Linked DNA regions of Oryctolagus cuniculus: region 1 is linked to region 2. Evidence: chromatin contacts called from public Micro-C data. All regions are on one chromosome and are shown on one strand. The core of a region is the stretch at or near the end of the contact, and the rest is flanking DNA. Distances in the headings are between cores, read along the strand shown. Region 1 has its middle 320 kb from the start of DLEU7. Region 2 has its middle 77 kb from the start of MIR15A.

The links. A called contact is a pair of places that touch in the nucleus more often than the background predicts.
Region 1: a Micro-C map of ear pinna shows a contact between it and region 2, with 3 times the contacts expected there. The contact joins two enhancer-like sites. A contact is called at or near these places in 2 of 6 Hi-C or Micro-C datasets (ear pinna and skin fibroblasts).

The regions. Positions count from the first base shown.
Region 1 is chr9:69,844,509-69,850,414 of mOryCun1.1, forward strand. No RefSeq gene overlaps it. Among named protein-coding and RNA genes, the nearest start is that of DLEU7, 320 kb to the right of the region's middle. Within about 2 kb of position 3,388, at least 2 of the 8 cell types and tissues checked have an H3K27ac peak or open chromatin away from gene starts, as enhancers often do. A contact at or near this core is called in ear pinna, where this site is marked.
Region 2 is chr9:69,381,483-69,387,606 of mOryCun1.1, forward strand. No RefSeq gene overlaps it. Among named protein-coding and RNA genes, the nearest start is that of MIR15A, 77 kb to the left of the region's middle. Within about 2 kb of position 3,024, at least 7 of the 8 cell types and tissues checked have an H3K27ac peak or open chromatin away from gene starts, as enhancers often do. A contact at or near this core is called in ear pinna, where this site is marked.

The sequences.
Region 1 (5,906 bases), core at 2,138-4,637, 460 kb after region 2:
CCCTGCTGGTGACTCAGGGTGGGAGGCCTGTCTGCCTGGTGCTGGGTAACCCGCAGAGGGCACTCAGTGTCTCCAAAGCCCCTTCTTCCTTCTCCAGTTTCTGTCTTCTCTCAGGCAAAGGCACATATCTCTGCTGTGCTAAACCAGCCTTTAGTGCGACCTAGGGGGCTCCAAACCAACAGTGGTAAGGTCAGGAGAACACGGATACACATTTTTGTGTTTGCTCAGATGAAACCGTCTAAAGGCAAACTACCACCACCCAAATCTCTGAGTTTCCCTTAACTGCCCTGGACTGTTATCCGGCTGGAGAAATGCAACAGGCAGGTATGTGCCGGGGCTATCCAAGCTTGTGCCACCTTGGCCAATGAAGGCTCTTGGACTCTAGCAGCCTGTTCTGCTTTCCAGCATCGCCCAGGGACCCACCTTGCGGGTTGGACACAAACACCCCATCTCCCGAGGTGGCCCCACAATGCCAGAGCATTGCTTTGCCGACGAAGCCAGAACAGAGAAAATTGTGCTGCTGCATCCGCTCTGTGCTCAGTGGACTCCCTTTCTAACTTCTGTTGCCAGATCCAGAACTTGATGGTTGACCTAAGGTCACTGGCCCCATGAGCTATTGAAAACTGTTAAAAATCATGTGGCATTTTCACTCTTGCCACTTAGGAGCTTGCTTGACTATTCAGATGGGCAATCCCTGAAGATTTAAAGCACCCAAAGATGAAGGTAAGCTATGCTGTGGCAAAACTCAAAGAGGGGCGCCTCAGGGTGTCCAGGATTTGCAGACACTAGCTTGGCACCTCCTTCCTTACCCTCCACACCTGGTGTTAGAAACAAAGATGAGGACCAGCCATGTTTACTGGGCTTGTTAAAAATGCTGAGGGATATTTACAGGATTGAGTTTCATGTGGGAAAATGCTCCATAATTTGAACTCCTCACCATTACTAAGAAAAATGTTGACAACATTGACTATTGCAGACACTGTCATGCTGTATGACCAAATAGTTCATTGTGATATGGTGTTTCCTTTCTTTGTCTTAATGCAGATTTTGGTTATATTTATCTGACGTTTTAGAAATGTTCACAATCTAACTTGAAAAATGAAATTCACAAAATTTCTCAACAATCTAAATCCCCGCATTGGGGGATTGATGAATGCTAATCTGAATAACAGCAGTAGTGGCTGCTGAAGTTTCTTGTGTGTCCTGTGTGCAGTGCTCCAAGCACCAGGTCTGCAGGGCCGGTGCTGTGCTGTTACAATGCAGAGTTCAGGAAGTGAGGCCTGAGAGAGAAGTCCACCCAGTAGCCCAAGTGTAGCCACATGACCCGTTTTCCTCCAGTCCTGGGCTCCACCAGTGACAGGAGACATAATCACTCTTTGAAGCAGTTATGCTCACCATTCTGGACCCTGAATTGTAACTTAGTGTGGCAAGGCAGATACTTCCCACTAGAGTGGAGGGGGAGGGGCTGGATTTCTCAAAACCCAGTCAAACTCTATTCTGCATTATACCCAGAGAATCTATCTCTTCCCCCAATCTAGAATGTACAGATTATTTTTTAGAGTGGGCTAAGGTACTGGGAAATAATAATAGCCATACTTGTCTCACCACATGTGAGAAATTCTTCAAGGCCCTTTACTGTTCGTTTCATTCTCCCAGCGCTATGAGTCCTAGGTAGTATCCTCAACCTCACTCTCTACAAACCACCTATCTAGTTCATAGATAGCGAGCTGGACTCACGACCCGGCCGCCTGGTCCCAGGGTCTAGGCTATCAACACTACACGGCATTGCTGGTGAGTGGAGGGCTGGCTGGCATTGCAAGGATTTCAGCCCCGTGATTTGGGCTTGAGTTCTAGCACAGCTGATGGCAGAATTGGCCGTGTCATCAGTAGCAAGAGCAGTGCCACACCTGTTCCTGCTGCTGTAGTGGCAGAATATTCCAGAAGAAAGATCCTGCCCCGAGAGCAGCTACTGAGGCTTGCCTGATTCTCCCAGCGTCTCAGACTGGGAGTTCAGTTTTTTCTCTTTTCTGGCCCTTGGTGCTCCTGCCTCAAAGATAAACCTAGTAACAAGAGCCTCTTTCATCTATGTTGTTTGCCCATTTACAGAGCCATTTCTCACAATTTCCTCCTGTGATGTCAGCCTCGCCGCGGTTCTGTCGGGTGCAGTTGGATCTTTCCTGCAGCTCAGAAACCCGCAAGACCACACAAGGGGCCAAAAAGGGCTAGACACAGCACCTGGCCTGATTCCAGTCTGATGTGGTTTTCAACACTGTCCCCATCCTGTGTGCTGCAGTCTCAGGGGGAGATCAAAGCCCTCTCCTTGTGCTTTAGAGCAAGTCCCTGTGAAGTGGCCCAACCAGCCACCCACACGGGCTGGAGCCCACCTGCCCGTGCTGCCCACACTGTGTTTTGTGCTCAAATCTGCTTGCCGTGGAAGACCCTCCGCCGCAGTGAAGGAAGGTATCGGAACTGCGCAGGTGTGAGCACGCAGGCGGGGGCCTGAGCCCTCAGTGGGCTCCCGTTACATTCTGTAGGTCCACGCTGCAGGCAGGGGAGGGGAGTGTGCTGAAAATGCGCAGGGCCTGGGCTTCCGTGCCTCTTGAGAGGACAAGTGTGGCTTCTTCTTAAATAAATGAGCCAGACCGGCTGATAACGAGCACAGTGGAATCCCCTGACCCCGTTCCACTGCCATTTCCTTGGGGGTGGGATGCTGGCCTACTTGTCTGCTATAATTAATAGCCCAAGAGAGTTTGGCTTAGCCGGGGGCTGGGCCCTGGACCCCCCAGTCAGCACTACAGAACAGCCTGGGCAGGCTCCCCTTCTCTGCACCTGTGACCTGGAAGTTGGCTCTCAGATAGCACGACTGGCTGGCAGCTGGGGAGATATCCCTGAAAAAGCTACGGACGCCCACTCCCACCAGGTGGAATGAAGGAATGAGAGAGGAAGAGAGAGAAGCCCGAAGGAAAAACAAAAGCAAAGCTGGAGGTAGAAGGAAGACACCCACCCCTTTTCTGAGAGGCCCATCAGCTGCAGTTCACCAGCACAGCACAGCAGACGTGTAAGGGCAGGTTAGTAGCCCTAAAATAAAGCTGGAGCCAGTAATAACAGGGCCAGAGAGTGACAGCCGGAAAGGCAGTCGGGGCAGCGCCACGCCATTAGACTGCAATTACTCCCCTTGCCAGGCTGGTCCTGGCTCCAGGGGTGCGAGCGCAGCTCCTGCTGGGGAAACGGGCCCTGCAGAATTGGGAAGGCTTTGCCATCAAATTCAGCATTATCTCTTTGGAATTCTGGAGGCTGGGCTGGAAGCCACTTGTCTGATCATCAGGCGCAGCTGGCAAGGTCTTGGTGCAGGCGGGGACGCGGGCCAAGGAGGGGGAGCAGCGTGTGTGTGTGTGTGTGTGTGTGTATGTGTGTGTGTCGCAGCAGCAGAGGCTGTGGCTTTGCGTGGCAGCTGTGAGCTGGGTTGCTGGCGGCTGGGGCGGTCTCCTGACTTGCAGCACTGCTTGTCTGTCCTTCTCTTAGTGGGTTTGATATGCATTTCTTTGGGAGGGGGGCAAACGTAGTTTAAAAGTATCTGAGCTTGTTAACAGCAGCCAGTCCCTATAGCCATGGGCCCCCACTTCACCCCCACCCCCGGCCCGCAGCAGAAGTGTGTCAGCTTTGATTTCACCAGTTTGTACTTCTGTGGAAAACATTTCAGAAGCACTTTCCTAATCTTTCCCACTAAAAATCAACCTCCCCTGCCGTTCTGTGCAGGAAGGGCTGACCCACATTCTCCAGATGCGCTCCCTCCTCCTCCTCTGCCCCTGCCAGCTTCAGGCAGGTTGCTGCCGTGGACGGTGTCCCGCGATGGTAAGCACGTGGTTTCAAATGACCATGCAGTACCTGTGCTTAGAAAAACAAATGGGTCCAGCCAAAGTCCCAGTGGCCCCTGAGGACACACTCCAGTTCTCTGTCCCTGCTGCCTGGGCTTTGTTCTGACTCTCCTCCCAGTCAGACTGCTACACCCCTCCGTCCCTGTGACTAGTTTAGCCTTATTAAAATGCCCTGCAGCCAACTAGCCGTGAAACGTGCAGATGGACCTTTAGGTTCAGAGCGTCGCTCCGGAGTCAGAACCTATGAGATTTGAAGAAGTCACTTAGTGTGTATGTGTCCATAGAGGAAAGTTGTTTTAACCTCTATGCCTCTGTTTTCCCACCTGCAAAATGGGATAGTGGCAACACCTGCCTGTATAGGACTTTGCCAGAATTAAATGAAATAACAAATGTGAAATGTATAGCATGGTGCCCGCTGTGGACAAACAGTGTGGTTTAGCGAAAGCTTTGCTAGCATCATCATTTCCTTGTGTTCTCTGAAAAAACAACTGATTTTAACACAGATTTGTTCATATGAGGAGATCTAGTTGCTCGAGGGAACAGTGAGAAGGAAGTCACACGAGGCAAAAGCCAGACTGGACGCTGTCATCCCCGAGCCTCGGTCAGCCCCTCCCCTGACCCCTCTGCACGGTCCTGTCCTAAACTGGAACTGGGGCAGGAGAGAGACCTGAGGCCACAAAACTCCTGCCGGAGGGGCTTGGGTGCTCCTCGCCGGGATGCAGCTTGGCACTGGGAGGCTGATCAAGGGCTGGTGAGGGAATGGTGAGGGACCAGAAGACCCCCTCCCCCAGCCCTGCTGGCCTCCCGAGGGCCATGTGGAGCCTGGGGCGCAGTGAATGCCTGAAGGAAGCTGGTGTTGAAAACATCCAACTCTGCCTTCCAAGGAGGACTCCAAGGGCCGTGCAACTGACTCCCGCTGCTGGGAGGCCCTGCGGGTCAGCACGTCCCCGGGGCAGGGGGCAGGGCTGAGGCGGAGGTGGTGACCCGCCCCACACGTTGGTGATTCTCTGTCCAGGAGTGGGACTGAGGGGAGTGGCAGGAGCCTTTCCCAGTAAGGGACTGAGTCAGTGGACTGCAGGATCTCAGGGTCACTTTTCCTCACACAGTTGTTGCTTTATATATATATATATATAAAATCACATCGGGTGCCTTTTGTTTTACGAAGTGCTCAGCAAATTGTCAAGTATACACATGTTAACTGGCGCATATTAGGAGAGAAACCAATCACGGAGGCAGTCTCTAAGGGCAATTTCTCTGTGTGGGACACAATTCAGATCTTTTGTGCTTCAGGTAAAGCAGCCCTAAGATCCATCTGAACTTAGATGGACCACGCAGTTTGTGTGTCTGTGGTTCTGAATTAAAAACCTACCCAATGGGCCGGCGCTGCGGCTCACTAGGCTAATCCTCCGCCTTGCGGCGCCGGTACACCAGGTTCTAGTCCCAGTCGGGGCGCCAGATTCTGTCCCGGTTGCCCTTGCCCCTCTTCCAGGCCAGCTCTCTGCTGTGGCCAGGGAGTGCAGTGGAGGATGGCCCAAGTGCTTGGGCCCTGCACCCCATGGGAGACCAGGATAAGTACCTGGCTCCTGCCATCGGATCAGCGCGGTGCGCCGGCCGCAGCGCGCCGGCCGCGGTGGCCATTGGAGGGTGAACCAACAGCAAAGGAAGACCTTTCTCTCTGTCTCTGTCTCTCTCTCACTGTCCACTCTGCCTGTCAAATAAAAAATAAAAAAATAAAAAATAAAAACAAAAAAACCTATCCAAGTTCTTCTTCCCTAAATTTGTTTCATACCTTGTTTTTCTTGTTTGTTTGTTTGTTTTTTCCCGGAGTAAAACTTAACATGTGCCAAAAATGTTCTTCCAAGACTGGTTACTATCAGGAATGTGGAGAGATTGACAGATATAAAATCTTATGTATGGGCCTATGAGTACATCAGAGAGTTTTCCACATCACCCAAGATTCAGAGTTTTCCTTAGACATCTCTGTCTCTTCATTTTGCAATCATTTTGGTGCAAACGAAAAGTTCTGTGGTC
Region 2 (6,124 bases), core at 1,774-4,273:
GGCGGGTTGTTCTGGCTGATAGCCTCAGCTAAGGTCCCAGCCATCAGTCAGTATTAATCGCTAGACAAGCCAAGTGGACAAGCCTTCAGATGATGCCAGCCCCCAGCCTTTGAGCTGCTCCAGCTGACGCCAAGTGGATTAGAAAGGAGCAGGGCTCCCTACTGAGCCCTGTCCACATTGCATATTCATGAGCAAAGTAATGTGGTTGTTTTACACTAATAAATTTTGGGGTGTTGTTATGTATTTGAGTCCCTGCTTTGGACAAATCTCTCTCTCTCTCTGGGTTGCCTTTAACTGGTAGGAAGGAGCTGGAGGAAGCCAGAGATCACCCTTTCCCTTCACTATTCCTCATTTCCTGAGCCAGACTGCCACTTTTGCACCTCCCAGGACTCACTGTTGGAGGTTAAGTGTGGTTTTGAAGTGCCATAGGAGCAAAAAACATCTCTCAGGGACCCACTCTATCCTCTGTTTTCCTTGAAGGCTTAGGGGCTTCAGTAGGGGAAAAATAAAGTTGCTTTCTTCTTTTTCTCCTTTTCTTCTTCCCTGTTTTCAGTAGTTTCATAAGGGGCAACAATGCTGAATCCTCTCCTGCCCTCATTGCCCTTCGGAATTCAAATCTTTGGAAGGGTAGTTATGCTTTCCTTTTCACTGTAACAGCACAGTTTTTGCAGTCTCATCAAGGGACCAGAATAACAACAGGTCTCCACTCACTATCGGGGGAGCAGAATCGACTCAGCAGAAGTATTTGCTAAAGACATTTCCCTGTCTTTACATCACTATCATTTAAGAATCCTCCTGTGCCTCCTCTTTCCCTAACCGTGGGTGTCCCGGGGTTCCCGTCTCAGATCTCTTTACTTTCTGCCTGGTCTGTCTCAGACACTTCCTTGACTGGCTACTACTGGACTTGTAACCCTCCTGGGATAGCTGTCTGATACCTCAGATTCTGCAGGAACAAAACAGAGTTCCTCCTCCTGGACCTGAGGATCACTCCTCCTCTAGTCCTCACTCTACACCAGAAGCCTGTATGCCCCTTGTCCTGGCTCTCCCAGGCCAGCTTCCCCATTCCACTGATTCTCTCATTACTTTTCTCCCTAACCCTACTGCCCCCAGGGGGTATTCAGCACTGGTGCAAGCTGATTTTCACTTAGGTCACAGGCTGTCTTACATCCCATCTTCAAGTCTCCCAGGACTCCGACCAATGAATGGACTCTTTGCAAGCTGCACACCTGACCACATCATTTTCACTAAAAAATCCTTTCCTAGGAATTTATTCTGAAAGCAGAGTAACTCTCCCTGAAATAGTATGCGTTAATATATATCTGTAAGCACATTTTTTATGGAAAGAGAGCCCATTACTTTTCTCCCCCTCAAAGGGCTATGTGTCCCCCAAAAGTCTAAAAAAAAAGTGTAGGTCTCAGGCGAAAATCCAAATTCCTCAGCATGATATGCATGATCCGGCCATCTGTCCAGCACCGCACGGGGCACCCGAACTGAATTGGCCGCTGTTGTTGACTGCAGACCGGCATACACTTCGTTTGCTCAGCTTTGATGCCCTTTCCCTTCTTCATAACTGGCCTCACCGCCACCATCCAGGAACCACCTTCTTTCTTTCAAAAGGAAACATCTCAGGTGACCCTACCTACGGAAAGCTGCACAGGCTGAGCCAGCTGAGTGTGAACTCTTGCCTCTGTGCAGCCAACCACACAACCGCTCCAGGATTTCCACACCGGGGATAGGAGGGAGGGGGAGGGGGAGAGGAGAAAAGAATGAAAGCCATAAAGCCAAAACAAGCAACGGCTAATCAGTGTTTGTCAAGCACTTAAACACCGTTGAAGACCCGCAGGGCAGTAATGTAATGATTTCTTGGGAGGGAGAAACTGGGTGGTAAACACGTAATTTATAATCCCCAGATTTCTGATGAGAGATAAATGCCACACACACCGTCTTGTAACAGAACATTTGTGTAGGAACTTCCAACATCATCCAGCTTTCCTTTATTTCGGACCTAGCCATGGTGTCATATACTTAACAAATCTTGTAACTAATAAACAACACAGGTCTGAGAGTCTGCAGTCTATTAAGACTGCCGAATATTTTACCTGAATTACTACTTCTGGTTTACACACCACCATCCAAAAAAAAAAAGTCTCTGGTCACTATGTGTCCCAAAATTCTCCATCTACTCCGGAAAACGTCCCAACTTTTTAAGATAAGCTGTATTTAACCAGTCTGCTCGTTGAGACCTGCTACACCTTACAGCACAGGTTCTAGGTTCTAACAGTCGCATCTTTTTTCCTTTCCAAAATTAAGTCTTTAATTGTTGCCTCCTAACAGAGCTCTGTGCCATCCCCGGGGCGCACGGATCCGGGCGAAGTCTCTCCCCACTCTTAACGCATCTACCTATAAATAGCGCTCACCGCGCTGAGTCACCAAAACCCCTAGTTTCTCCAAATAGCTCCTAACGACTGCTGGAATCGCGTCCCTAGGAGCGGCGAGCGACTCCGACCACACACCCGCCAGGCCGGAGCCGGCGCCGCGGCGCGGCTCCCCAGCCCCGCGGCGCCCAGGCTCGCGGGCGAGGCCGCCGCGCCCCGCCGCAAGTCCGCAACGTCGGAGCTCGCGCGCGCCGACGGCGCTCTCGGGACGCGCGGCCGGGCCGGCGGCCGCACTTGGCCTCGGCCGCCCGGGCCCGCCCCGCCCCCTTCCGAGCGGGGAGCCGCGGGGGGCCGCACCAGCCTCCGCCCAGCGCCGCCCGCTGACACAATGGGGAGCGCCGTGAAAGGGCGGCCGCAGCTCTCGCTTAGGGCACTGGCCCGGGACTCAGGGAAGCTGCATAAGCGGTCGGGGGCCGGAGCAGCAAGGGAGAAGCCCCTCTCCCTTCTCCCACACCGCCAAGCAGTGGCCGCCACCAGTACTAGGGGGCGAGGGCAGCGGCAATGGGGGAGGGAGCGGAAGTGCCACCCCCTGCAGCCAAGGGTGGTGACGTCACCCCTGCAGCCAGCCTGTAGCGGGGGCGTCTGCCCGTCACGTGACCAGGCCCCCACGCCCCGCCGAATCCCGCGCGCGCGCTCCCTCCCCCAGGCGCGACTCCCACCTCTCCCCCGCCCCCTCTCCCCAACTTTCGCCCTCCCGGCTTCAGCGCCGCTGTCAACAGCGCCAGCTCCGCCCCCTCCCCCGCGCCCAGTGTAACCGCCACGGCTGCGCGGCGGGCGCTCGCGCTCGGGTCCTGGGCTCCTGGAGCCCGGCGTGCCCCGGGTCCCACCCTGCCCCCAGCCCCGGCGTGCGGGGTTGCGTGGGCTCCGGAGCCGGGGGGCGCGGTGTCGTGCAGCAACCGCGCGTCTCTGCTCAGTCCTCCCACGGCCGCGGAGGACGAGGCGAAGAGGTCAGGTCCGAGCTCGGGAGTGAGCGAGGCGTGCACGGCGGCCTCCCGGCCCTGACACGTCACCGCCGGGGGTCGGTCCCGGCGGGAGAGGCCGCCGGGGGGCCCCCCTCCGAGCCCCGCCCGGCAGCTCGCGCCGCCGCGCTCCCTGCCGCCTGGGCGGCGCGCGCCAGTCCTGCCTGGCCTCGCCTTCGGCCGCGGCGCGGGCAGCGGCGTCCCGACGAGGGGCTAGGGGCGGACCGCCTCCTAAAGCCCCCTCGGCCACCCCCGCCGAGGGCTCCTGGGGGCTGCAGTTTGGTGGCTGTCGCTACTGCGCCTCATTCTATTTTATCCCTCAGTTCGCTTCTAAAAGTGGAGGCTTGGGGGGAGGGAAAAAAAAACAAACCCAGTGTGGAAAGGGGCGGCACAGACTGACCTGTCAACGGCGCAGGAGGAAGACCCCCGGTCGGCGCGAGCTCTCGAGCCCGCGCAGGGACCGGAGCCCTGGGCTCGCGCGGAGCGACGCGGCGGCAGCTGCGCCTCAGCCAGGTGTCCCCGCTCGGCAGGGCCCGCTCCGCCGCCGCGCCCGCCCCCTCCCCCGGCGCCGCGCTCCCCGCCCCATCGCTGGGGACTAGGGAACCCCCCAGCTCGATTTTTTGTGCAGTTTCAGCAAAGCTCCGAGGAAGTTGGTCCTTTTGTTCCACTATTTATAGATTGCGTCAACATTGCGAAAAGGAGAAGGCGGAGCGGCGGCCCCTCCTCCTCCCCCCACCGGCTCCTGGGAGAGAAAAGCCCCAGCACACGACCTAAGTACACAGCGCGCCAGCCGCCCGCCCCCGGCCTCCTGCTCGCCGCTTCCCCCTCCTCCTAGCTTGGGCCCGAGCGCTGCCAACCCCGTCACGTGCCCGCCCGGGAAAACCAGCTCCCCGGGGCTCCGCGCCGCCCGCCAAGCTCCGAGCGGAGGCCTCGCCCAGCTGCGCGCCCAGCTCGTGGGCTCGGGCCGCGGCCCAGGCGTCACGCACAGCGTGGGCACCTACTCCCTCGCCACCCGGCGGGGATCTCCGGTTGGGAGCGCTCCCGAGCGTCCCGAGTTTCCATCTCCCTTCTCCCCTTCAGCCCCAGGAGCGCCACCGCCCTGCTCGCGATGTGCGCGCGCGTCCGGGCCTCGCCTCGGGAGCCTGGGACCTGACAAATCCCTATGCCCTTCGCGAGGCAGCTCGCGCAGGCGTTAAGGTGCTAGCCCGCTCCCGCCCGCAAGGCTGGCGGAGGGCGCAGACATGGGGGCTTCGGGGGTGGCTCGCAGCGGGTCCCTAGCCGGCGGGCGGCGCGCGGGAAGCGCGGTGCGGGCGTCCCAAGCGCTGGAGACGCTCTGCTTCCTCCGCAGGTGCAGCAAGGCGTTGCGCGAATTCCTCCAAGGGCCGGGGACCAAAGAATTTGCAGACCCCAGCCGCGGTGGGGCGGAGTGTGGGGGAGGAATATAGTGCGTGAGGTGTTACTGAAAGTTAAATCTGTGACAAAAACGTTCGAACTTTCCTTCAAAACCTGGTGACGAAGCGATAGGGCCCGCCATACCCCAAAATGAAACTGAGCTCCCTGCCGGCCTAAAGCCCGATTCCTGAGCTCGATGTAAACAAGGAGGGCGGTAAACACGAGAGGAAGGCCTTCCCATACCAAGTGCAAGTTAGCCAGTCTGTGTGTAATTAACCTTCGCAGCTTCCGGTCCTTTCCCTAACTGTTCCAGATCGCATTTTGACTTTGTGGAGTTGCAATAAAATAACGTAGCCCACCAGATCACTGGTGGAGAAAACGCGGGGCAGAACTGGAACGAGGGCAGGAAACGCGTCGGACCTTTCTGGGCAGCTGGACACTGGTAAACAGTCTGGAAGTGTTCTGTTATTCTTTCAAGTGGTTTAGGGAAACTTTCCGCGCACTCACCCACAGTCGGGCCAAGTGCAGGCCGGGGACTCTGCGAGGGCCCGCGCACCCCGGACCGGGCTCCCCGGGCCGAGCACTGGGCTCGTCCAAACCTGAGGGCGTTTTCGCACGGACTGGACAGGGCGGCAGTTTACCTCTGGTATTTGGTGAAACCTTTCCAGGTTTGTCGCCCCCCACCCCGCCCCCGGCCCCCCATCCCTACCCTTTTTAAGGGAGAGACCTATGGTGAGGAGTTCATCAAGCAAGCAATGTGTGGTGAGAGATGAAGTCGAACGGACCTGGGCAGCGGCTGCCGGATTTCCAAAGCCCGGAGCTGGGTCGACCCGCAACAAACCGGACGGCGCTTCGGTCCCCCACACCTGACGGTGCTCAGAGCCTGGTGTTGGAGCAGCCTCTTTCTCCCCCACTTTCCTTCCAATTTAGCGAAAGGCCCCAGCCACCCCTCCGTAAGCCCATCTGCTTCGCCCTGCCGTCTGTGTTTGAAAGACGCACTCCTCCTAAGAAGGCGAATTCGTTTCCGCGCCACTTCTGTGGAATCAGTGTGCCTACAAACCACTTTTCTTTGCTTGAGGAAAGTAAGGCAGGGCCTCCGGGCCCTTTTCAAGGGGGAGAGATGCCCAGGCCTCGGCCTCGGCCTCCGTTCCCCTGCCCTAGCTTCAGGCCAAGTCACGCTGTCGCCGCTGCTCTGTCAGAACACGCGCTTTTCGCCCCCAACTTGGTTCCTGCGCAGCCTTCCCAGCTGCGGCGAGGAGGGAGCGAAACCAAAACGAAAGCACCCGGGGCTCATCAGTCGTAGCGGCTTTCCAGAGCGCGGCGGCCGTGGGAGGCCAA